2 separate regions of the Mus musculus genome follow, and region 1 is linked to region 2. Evidence: chromatin contacts called from public promoter capture Hi-C data. All regions are on one chromosome and are shown on one strand. Each heading gives the region's core, a stretch centred on a gene start, on an enhancer-like site or on the middle of the called end of the contact. The rest is flanking DNA. Distances are from core to core; before and after follow the strand shown.

Evidence for each region. Promoter capture Hi-C pulls out the DNA fragments that hold promoters and counts their contacts.
Region 1: a contact with region 2 is called in a promoter capture Hi-C map of pre-B cells, with 9 times the contacts expected there. The contact joins the promoter of Wdr61 here to the promoter of Bud13 in region 2. A contact is called at or near these places in 2 of 39 promoter capture datasets (the C10 cell line and pre-B cells).

Annotation. Positions count from the first base shown.
Region 1 is chr9:54,732,103-54,737,553 of GRCm38.p6, reverse strand. Wdr61 (WD repeat domain 61) reads left to right here and starts at 3,005. Exons shown (of 11, transcript NM_023191.3): 1 at 3,005-3,079.
Region 2 is chr9:46,279,065-46,284,742 of GRCm38.p6, reverse strand. Bud13 (BUD13 homolog) reads right to left here and starts at 1,731. Exons shown (of 10, transcript NM_146000.2): 1 at 1,570-1,731. The coding sequence starts at 1,712. Zpr1 (ZPR1 zinc finger) reads right to left here. Exons shown (of 14, transcript NM_011752.2): 12 at 4,988-5,074; 13 at 4,762-4,827; 14 at 2,100-3,705. The coding sequence ends at 3,571.

The DNA of each region.
Region 1 (5,451 bases), core at 1,756-4,255, 8.5 Mb before region 2:
TCCCAGCAACCACATGGTGGCTCACAACCATCTGTAACATGATCTGAGGCCCTCTTCTGAAGTGTCTGAAGACAGCTACAGTGTACTTACATATAATAAATAAATAAATCTAAAAAAAAGAAAAAAAAGAAAAAAGAAACAATGGCCTGTATTTTATATGTTCTTTGTGCCAGACACTAGTCTGAGCCTCTCACATACACAGCAACCTTCTTTTAGTTTTGATGGTAAGGGTTGGTCTTTGGTTTTGAGAACAAGATCTTGTATAGCCCAGGCTGTCCTTGAACTTGCTATGTAGACAAGGATGACTCTGGCCTCCTAATGTTCCTGCCTCCACCCCTAGGGTGCCAGGCACTACCAGCATGCAGGACTACCATGCTGTGGATATTTTTAAAAATTCTTATATCAGCCCCAGTGAGAAATTTCTATTACAATCCCTATTTTAGAGATGTCACCATAAGGAAATAAAACTTAACTATCTTAGAATAAACACAGGCATTTTGGCTTAGAGCTTAAGTCCTTATGTGCCCCATATGGAAACAGAAGGGGCCCAAGTTCCATCCCTAGGGGTGTGGAGGAGTAAAGGAGGGGCTGCCTAGAGGGATATATCCACAGAAGGCAAGAGGCATTATGGGAAATGCTTCAGCCTACAGACTATGGTGTGTGTTTGTATGTGTTAATGTTTGTATGTGTGTGCACATGTGTGTGTAGGTGTATGTGTGTGTAGGGGTATGTAGGTGTGTGTGTGAGAGAGAGAGAGAGAAGAGAAGAGAAGAGAAGAGAAGAGAAGAGAAGAGAAGAGAAGAGAAGAGAAGAGAAGGTCAGCTATGGGGCAAAGGAACAAACATTAGAAAAGTGGGCTGGAGTCCCTGTTCTGAGGCTTTACAACAAAGGGTTTTAAAGAGGACCACAGTCAGAGGACCTCGAGCGCCCTCTGCAGGACATATGTAACACACCTCCCCTCGCCCCCACTCTAGTTTCCCTCTTTCACTTGCTGAGTAGAAGATAGTGCTCTGCTATTGGACTGCTGATTTAGGTCTTCTCTGGGAAGTCACTTACATATATCCAACTTTTTGACGGAGTAGTGGCAATCCTTTCTGCTGGGCACATGGCGACCTCCCTGTCCTTGTAGGTGTAGACTGAGGCTGTAACTCCGTGGTGAGCCTGTAAGAGGGAGTCAGGTGTGGCAGACATGAGCCTGAAATGCTTCTACACACACGTGACTCTGGGCTGCGTGGTGACACTGCTGTTCTGTGTCACTCTGCTTGCTTCGTCCTGTCTCTGGGTTTGCTCTGTCCAAGCTCGTTGGAAAAGCAGTAAGCCATTTTTTAGGAAGAACCAGAATCCTGGGGCCATGGCCTTCCAAAGAAGGACTGGGTATACTTTCAGAGCCTTTCAGGACAGGGCACACAGCTCTGTCACACCCGCTGTCTTCAGTTTTGCTTGATTTTATTGTGAAATCTTTTCATTGTCTTTTGACCTGCAAGATCACAACTCTTCCTACAGATGTCTCAGTGATGCACAGTTACTCTGTCTCCCAGATTTGCTCTATAACACACATAGAGGAGATCTAGGAACTTTGATAGAAAAATAATTATATTTTTATTTCTCTTAACTTCTAGCAGAAAGGTGATGTTTTTCTTGATCACATATGTGCACAATAAACCAGGAGGCATTAACAGTAATTGACTTGGTCACTAAATCAAACCACAGTATTGTTCCTATTTTATTACAACCACTGAAGATAATTCAAAGCATTGTGTATGTGTATTGATACTTTGAAATCACAGACGGTATTAGATCTGTTGAGCTCAGGTAGGTGTGTTATTATTTTGCATATTTATGGCTATTTTGATGGAATTATTTCCCTTTAATCCTATGTGGATATTGATCCATTTATAAATATTATTCTGAGGCAGGACTCATAGTCTTGATTGCATGTCAAAGACATTCATTGTACATAAGAGGCCTGTTATTCTTGCTTCACAGTAGACCATGCTAATGACCTCATGTGCTTGGTGCTCTGACAGTAGAGAGGTGAAAGGTAGGGGTTTAATATAGTCTTTGAACAAGCATATCTGGAGTTCACATCATAATTATTCAGTCACTGAAGAGCACACGAATAATTCAATGTCCAAATTCTACTGGAATTCTCTCAGTTCTCTGTTTGGCATCTTGAAACAGCACTCTGAGGTATTTTTCGGCTTTGAGTTTGAACGACAGAGTTATAGCCAGGCCTGGTAGTGCAGGCCTGTCACTCTAGAGATACTGGAGACTGAAGCAATAGAAGCAGGAATCCAAGGACTGCCTATGCTACAGAGTTACAGAGTAAGTTATAGGCCAGCCTAGGCAATTTATTGAGAACTTGTTTCTAAATAAATAAATAGATGGCTGGGATGTAGGCCAGCAGGAGCATGCTTGCCTAGCATAGGCAACATCCTGGGTTTGAATTTATGCGCTATTAAAAAAAAATATATAGGGAATGGCTCAGCAGATAAAAGTGGCCGCCTTCAAGCCTGATGACTTGGGTTCCATTCCTGGGCTCCACGTGACAGAGACAACTAAGACACTCAAGTTGTCTTCTGACCTCCATTTCTACACCATGACATGTGTGCACACTCCCATACGTGCACACAACTTTTAACAATATTAAAATGTGGCACTTTAAAAATTACAGAGCTAGGTTGTTTTAGAAAACCTTTATTGTAATGATTTTCGAGCTTTTTGCTGTGGGAGATGGGGGGCGAGGCTGGGCTGGAAAGGAGAAGGAAAGAAAAAGAGGACGAAGAAAAAGCGGGGAAAAAAAAAAAAAGAAAGAAAAAAAAACAGAAGAAAAAACGAACCCGGGAAGTCATCAGAGAAGCTTTCTGAAGCCTGTTAGCAGCAGGCTGCCCTAGGTACTCCCCGCCCACTCTCCCTGGCTCCACCCTCACCCCAACCCCGCACGCCAAGGCAGCAGGGGGGCGCTCTGCCGGTCCCGCCCGCATCCCAGGAGAGGCCCCGCCCCTTCGTTAGCTCATCCACGAGCGCCACGGTCGTGCTCCACTGACGTCAGGCGTGCTGTGCGGCTGGCTGTACGGTGGTGAGTTGGTGTGCTGGGCAGAGTTGGGGAATGGTGGTCTTTGGTGCTGTTGCCTACTAGGGCGAGAGGGCGACTGAACCGGGAGAGTTGGAGGCCACCACAGCAGGTTTGTTCACGGAGGCTCCAGGAGTCCAAGGGTGGCTTTCGTGACTCTATTTAACTTGGCTAGTCCGCGAGGCACGAGTCCCAAGGGCAGACAGAAGGCCCATAGGTGGACTAATTTTGCTCCCAGATAATGTTTTGTGCATCCCGGAAATGAGGGTTGGCTTCTTTGCGGGGTGGGGAGGGGAGTAGTTTCCCCTTAGATAGAGGACTCTGGGGAGGGGAGTAGTTTCCCCTTAGATAGAGGACTCTCTTAATACCAGTCCTATAGTAGTTAGCCACGCTGTTAGGTAGCAAGCTTCACGTCATTGAACACTAAGCAGAGAGTGAGTTCCTTTTATTTCAAGTACCATGTGGTATGGTGCGTTACAGACGTGCCTGAGAAACTTTCATAGACGCATGGGTTAGTCTCTGGGAAGCCTGAAGAAGGACCTTTAAATCCAGCCCCGATAACTGGAAATTTTCCTAAAGAGAGAGATGGCATAGAGGCCTCTTGGGATTCTCTTGGTTCTGAAATTACCTGTCATGAGACATGTCTTAGTAGTAGGAACTGTGTATTTACCTACGCTTCCGTCAGCTGCTCTAAGCCTCTCTCTTCTAGCCAGAAGAACGGAGCTAGTAAGAGTGCCTACTAAACGGCGTTAAGGAAGGTTCAGTGAGCTAATCTGTATAATAGTTAAAATAGGATCTGATGCAGTACGTCCTCAAAGGTTCAGCCTGATGGAACTGCACACCCTATTTTGAGGGTAGCTTTTTAAAAGTTGACTCCCTATAAACCTTCTTACTTGTAAAATTGTCGTTTTTCTCTATTGCCAAGTGTGAGGTTCGTATGGGCAGAGAGGAGGCAGTATCACTAAGAGGGCTGGTCTTCATGCAGTTTGTGTCTCAACTTGTTTGAGCCAAATTGTCAGGAGAGCTTTCTAGTCTGGGCAAGGTCCTGTTCTTGAGTCACAAATCAGTAACAGTCACAAGTCAGCACACCTGATTAAGATCTCTTAGGCCAGGACTATTTAGAAATCATGTGTCTGTCTGAGTTTCTGTTCTTGGTAAACATTTGTTAGTCTTTGGTTTGCATATTTGAAGCAGGTAGCATGAGCCCAGATGTCTGAGCTGTATGTACGGCCTGTTAAGTGAGGATGGAACTGAGGGGCTGTGAACATGGATTAGAAGACAATTCACACTCTTATATTTGTTAATTTCTAGTTGAAATTTAGCATATTCTCCCATTATGTTATATTCTCACATAACAAGTATTAAATATGACTTTGTTAACGGCTTTAGCGATCACAGGTGTTTTCATATCAGAATGTTGTGATGGGATTGTTGTTTGTTTTGAGACAGGGTCTTGCCAGAAAGCCAGGCTTAGTACCTCCAAACAATTAGGATTACGGAACTGCTGGCAGGATGTTGTTTATGTCCTGAGGTTGCGGCATCTTTTAGACTTGCTGATTCTTATAGAATGTGATGATAAGGAGCCATGTGTGTTTTGCTCTCATAAGTTTGGTTTTCATGTTTTGACAAGATTGTTTTCCACATAGAGCCTATGCCTAGATTCTGTTTGTGAATTTTCATACTCGATTATATTTATTTATAATTTTAGAAGATGTGCAGGGTGTTGAATCTTTTGAGTCACGTGATGCCCAGTTCTGAGTTCGCTTCTGCCTTGTTTCTGCTCTCACTCTATGAGAAAGTGTCTTTTCTCTGGGGTTTAGTGCCATGCCTTCTCATTTTTGTGTTTTGGTTGCTTGTTTGGTTTTGGTAGTGAGCCCGTGGTGAAGGTAACCCTCTGGCATGGTGCCGGAGTGATAGCCCATGTTCTTGCCCAGTGCAAGAAAGCTGTAATGAGTCTTAGAGAGAAAAATAAGTATTTTAGATAAGCCCTGTTTAGGTTGAGTTCAGTATTAGTGAATTACTAATGTATGGTCAAACAGAGTCATATGCAAACAAAACAAAGCAAAACCATAGCATGTGATTACATATTGAGCACTTGACAAAAATGTGTCCCAGAGGCTTTCAGTGGCCTACCTCTGAGTCTCCAGAGGAATGGTCTGATACTGCCCACTAGTGGTAACTTTATAGAACATAGTTACCACAGAGAGTGAGCACATACTAGGTTTTCTTTCTAATGCTGTGTATTTTATGTATTTGAAAACAACCAGAGAGAAGGTTTAAGTTTTGCAAGTCTGTTAGCTAAGTGGTGTGCAAAACATACCAAGGCCTTGGGCACGTAAAGGCACTTACTGTCACGCCTAACACCTACCTGGGGAAGA
Region 2 (5,678 bases), core at 482-2,981:
GGTGGCAAGCCAATAAATAAATGTGTGCCACACAGATGAACTGTGCTGCAAGGAGGAGGTTATTTGAAATGCCAGGAACACATGACACAGCTTTAATCACAACAACCATTTCAGACAAGTAGTAAGGGGCTGGGACTTCAGGCTCAGAGAGATGAACATCTCTCTCTTTTTTTTTTTTTTTTTTTTGGTTTTTTGAGACAGGGTTTCTCTGTGTAGCCCTGGCTGTCCTGGAACTCACTTTGTAGACCAGGCTGGCCTCAAACTCAGAAATCCGCCTGCCTCTGCCTCCCGAGTGCTGGGATTAAAGGCGTGTGCCACCACGCCCGGCTGAGATGAACATCTCTTGCCCTGGACCACTCAGGCTATAAGTAGCACAGCTAGGATTCTAATTCTAATCAGTATTGCTCCAAAGCTTAAACTTTCCCCCTGCATGCCATTGCCCCTTCTTCCAGGGACATCAGCCACACTGAATTCAACACCACCTTAACTGAATATAGGCTCATCTTAACTGGTAACACCACAAAGATTCCATCTATAAATGAGGTCATGCTCAAGCTCTAATGAAGAGAAGTGTGGAAATGAGGGACTAATTCGACCCAGTTCAATGGACCATACGGTAATAATACTGTTAGACCATGATACTGCCCCACAGAGAGGGTGAGCCACACTTTGTATCCTATCTAGTACTCTCTTTAAGCTGATAAGCATTTAGTAGACCTGGGGGTGGAGTGTGAGAATGGAATTAGCCCCCAGAGTTTCAACTTTCTATCCAAAATAGCACCTTCAGTAAGCTGCTAAACTTAGGGCTGCTGCTCTAAAGCCTACAAATACAGACATTTCCTTTTGTTCTGTAGGTTGATGTTGGATATCCTAACCCAACCTTTCCAGATTCCAGTGGCCAAGTTACTAATGGACATTTCATCTGAACTCTGTCTCAGCACATCTCTTTGCAATCTGGAAGTATAGTGTTTAATATAAATGTCTGCTCCATTACAATGTTCTGAAAGCTATATGGTCAACTATTTTAGAAAGAGGCCAGGCACAGGATGTGAACTGTTCCCATTTTAGTTGTTACTGTTAGTAGTAGATGTGAGTAATAGGATATGGGTCTTTGATTCCAGATCAGTTCCTGGCACTTTGGAACCCTCAGAAAGAGATTTTTGGATCTAGAAAGAAAGAAAGAAAGAAAGAAAGAAAGAAAGAAGAGGGAAGAGAAAAAGAAGAAGGAAAGAAAGAGAAGGGAAGGGAGAAAGAGAGAAATAAAGTGAGAAAGAAAAAGGTTTGAATCAGCTTTGCTATTCTTGGACACGACTTTCAATCTGTACATGGAACGACGTAAGCTACAAACGCGGGGAGAAAGTGAGTTAAGTTCTAGCTGCCTTTAACACAAGGAAGGCGCTGCTCAGAGGATGAGGTCTGAGCTGCCAGTGGCAGCTACAATCCCGCCCCGGGGCAGTGGAGCGGGGCCTGAGCTCGGGCCGGGGTCGGCAGCACCGCGCGGGCCAGGACGAGGAAGAGCTGCGGCCGAGGGCGCCACCGGGCAGCGCGACACCTCACCAGTCCACTCACCCCTTGCCGCCAGCGCCTCCAGGCTTCGGCCGTTTTTTGCGCCGCTTGCGACCGGCCTCGGGACCTCCTTCCAAGCCAGCATCTGTCCCAGACAAGTAACGCTTCAGATACTCAGCTTTGGTGAGTGGCGGAGCTGCCGCCATGGCAGCGGCGAGGGCGGGGCAACAGCTCGGCGTGGGGGACAAAATTCTTCAACGCGAAACGGTAGGGGTGGAGCCAGAAGCGGAAGCTTTAGGACGGGGACTTTTTGAACTGCTGGACTTAAAGACTTGAGCCTTAAGAGGCTCCAGGGGAGAGTGCGTGCATCTCGGGCTGGCTGTGCTTTTCCTGAGACGACGAATCGGTGCAACAGCCTGCAGCCCACGCTGTCTCAGCTGAGAAGCCACAGGCCGATGTAACATGATCCTACCCTGGCAGCATCAGCGCCAGAGTAAGGAAGAACACCTGTATGAATGGTGGGACTTACCATAGCTGTACCACTAGGGGCACATTCTTGAGCAGCGTTTTAATAATGGACGCTGTACCAAACGTTTCAATTTCAATCACTTTTATTGCTATAAATACCTTTTGGTGGGAAGTCTGCTGGAAGAGGCTTCCGGGTACCATTTAGGGGAAGTCAAACTTGTGACTATAAAAGTTTGATAGGTTTTTATCAAACCTGTACTGACCTTCTCACCTTTGATATGTCTTTCTAAAAAATGATATAAACTCTTCCCAGTGAAATGGATTCGTGGTCAGTGTGGCAAAGAAACCAGGAAGATTCTGGAGTTTCTTCTATAAAGGGTTAAGTGTTTTATGACTTCTCACTTAACCCTCACAATTTTTTTTTCTTTCATCCAGCACCGAGGATTAAACCCAAGGCCTTTTGCACATGGTATGCAGGAGTTCTATAGAACTACATCCCCACTCTTTTGAATGTTGAAGATCTAAATTGCCTAAGCTGCCCCTGAATTTGTTAGCCTTCCTCCTCAGCCTCTCAAGTGGCTGGACACCATGACCTACCCTTCAGTTTTATTAGCCTCCTTTATAGATAATAAGAACTTTCGGGTAAGTACAGGAACCCACACATCTTCATACTGCCTGGCTCTAATTTTTGCTAGCAGAGGCCAAACAAGGATGGTGCTGGTTATCCAGTTTGAATTCGTTTTGTCTTGAATCAGGGTTTTTCTGTGTAGCCCAGGCTGTCCTGGAACTTCCTCTGTAGACCAAATCGGCTTCAAACTCATAGAACCACCTGCCTCTGCTGGGATTAAAGGTGTGTGCCACCCTGCTTTTCCAGACTGCTTTAAGCTGCATGAGAACAGCTAGACTCCACACAGGTGTACCTGGCTCAGAGCAGACAGGATGGCCTATTGGAGTGAATCAAATGCTGCCTCTACAGCAGCCACCTCAAGAAAGATTTGCTTAGGAAACTAAACTGGTTTTTCCTTCCTCATTTCTTTTCATGAAGACGGACTCTCACTGCATGGCCCAAGCTGTCCTCAGTCTCCTCGGAGCTGAGTGTGACTCAGTGTGACCCAGCTTAGTCTAGCACATGGTAATCAGTAAGGACATGAACGCAGAGGCGGGTGTCGTTTAAAGGCCATCACTTTAATGTGGCGTCTTCACCTGTGCCTGCTCGGCCCCTCCGACATCCTTCCCTGCTGAGTCAGTACTTCACATGCCCAGAGCCAGCAGAAACTTGTATTTCACTTCCCCAGACTTCAAAGGTCCAGCACTGGAGGTCAGAGAGCTGACAGGCAAACGGTGATGGCAGACCGCCTGGTGTTTCTGGGATTCTTCTCACGCCGACTTTAAAACCTCCAAAAGAAGGTCAAGGAGCACAGTAGGGCTGCAGCTGCCTCGTCCGTCAGCTGCTAATCTTGGGTGCTTACATTTCTAACTCAAGTGGTAACCTCTTCACCATGGACGAGGGCTTGAGCACTCCTCGTCAGTTCCCCACAGTAACAGATAACCCTGCAGTGTGAGTGGCACTGTAGCTGGCCAGTGAGCTGGCCACTGCTACCGCTGTGGGGCCAGGCCCGCCTCATAGCCCTCTGTCTTCATGTCATTGAGCCCGAGCTCCTCATTTTGGTCAAAGGTGCGTTTGTACCGCTCGACCTTCATCTCTGGATCGTCTTCAGGTGCATACACATTCTGCAGGGCCAAGAGCAGACAGACGACGGTCAGCGCCTGTGCAGCCCGCCATCCCCTCCCACGGCTGACTCTCAACCTCCGAAGAAATGCACAGGATTTGCAGGGTCTCTAGAGCCCACGGCTACATTCTGCAAAAGTGTGTGTGTGTGTGTGTGTGTGTGTGTGTGTATGCTAGTATCAAACCCAAGCCCCTGTACATGCATACAAGTGTTTAACCCCCAGTTCTAAGTACTTTTATATATGGGCCTTCCTATAAAAAATGTAGCCAAAGTTGGTGATTGCTTATAATCTCAGCACTCTGGAGACTGAGGCAGAAAGATTACAAATTTAAAGCCAGCCAGGCTACATAACAAAGACTTGTCTCAAAAAAAAAAAAAAAGGTTTTGAGGGAGGGGGACCACAATGATCTTAATTATGTGAAAAACTAGGCCAGTTTTGCCAGGCCCATCAGTGCTCATTAATACTAAAGTAAGGAGGAGGCCCCAGGTTCAACACAATTTTGCTGCAGTTTGATATGGATCAATTGCCAGATGTTTGCTTGCCCGTTCAGCCAACACCTCTCGGCTTTCCTGTCCTGACCTCTGGCCAGGTTCCTATTGCTCCTTACTTCACAGTCAGATGCAGAATGGAAGCTCCAATGCTGAGGGTGAGAATAAGAACAAGACAAGCAGACCCAGGAAGAGGAGGTCCTACTTTCTTATATATTCACTCTGTACCTAGGGCCCTGAGCACGCTAGCCAGGTAAACAGTTACTCTTGGCTTTTTCTTCACATTATTGTATCTTAAGACAGTCTTGAAAATCGCACAGGCTGGTCTTAAACTTTCCATTTTCATGGCCTTCTGAGGACCTAAGATTGCAGCCCTGCACTAGGTCTTTGTTACACACACTTGGGAGTCCCACTATCACCACCTTCCCCTTTCTTCCTTACCTTCCAAGTCCTGCCCAAGGCCCCAATTGAAGACTTAACAAGGCTTTCCTTGTTAAGGGCTATCATGCAAATTCTATAAAGTTCCGAAAATATGTCTCCATAGAACCACCAGGAAGGCCTAACTTACCTGCAGATAACTGTTTCCTGCTGGATCATTCATGATAAAGTGGGCCTTCATCTTGCCCTCGATGATCTACAGGAGAGAGGAGGACTTAGCAGGTAACTCTTACAAAGATCCTGGAAGGAAGAGGCTATGGCTGCGAGACAAGAGCCAATCCAGTTTACAAAGTGCAGTTCCCAAAAGTTTAAAGAAAGGGAAATTAGGATTGCAGAAATGGCCTGGGTCCTCTTACCTGGCCCAACTTCTGGCTAAACTCCTGCAGTTTCTCTGACTGGTCAGGATTAGAGCTGTCGCCCAGTGTGAATGGGTTCTTGGTTACCTGTAGCACAACAGCTGGATTACTACAACACAGACTGTATGGGTCATTACGCTGAACCACAAACCAGGGGTGGGGAGCAGTGGACTCCCAGTGGGAGAAGCCTGCTCTCCATATCCCACAACGCCTTGCTCACTTAGGGGAGGGGAGGAAGGTGGCCCGAGAACAGGACAGGAGAAGATGTCTATGAGACTGCTTTGCCAAGAAGGAAACTGGCAGTAGGGACTGGAATCCAGTAGCGTTCTTACAGTATCTAATCCCAATATGGAAAAGAAATGCAATGTACAATTCACAAAGAAAAGCCAGGCAGTTACTTGGCCTGCAGTGCCAGCACATGGAAGGCTGAGGCCGAGAGGTGGCAGGTGTGTGTGTGTGTGTGTGTGTGTGTGTGTGTGTGGAGTGACCTCAAGGCTAGCCTCAATTATATCGCAAAGCCATCTCTCAAATAAATAAAATAAACACATTTATAAGATCTAATATAATTTTGCACTACTGTTTAGGAAATACCGACAAGAAAAGTCTCCACATATTCACTACAGATGTCAAAAAGACCCCCTTCTATTTTGTAATGAGGTAAATGACTTAAGATCACAAAATAACTACACTG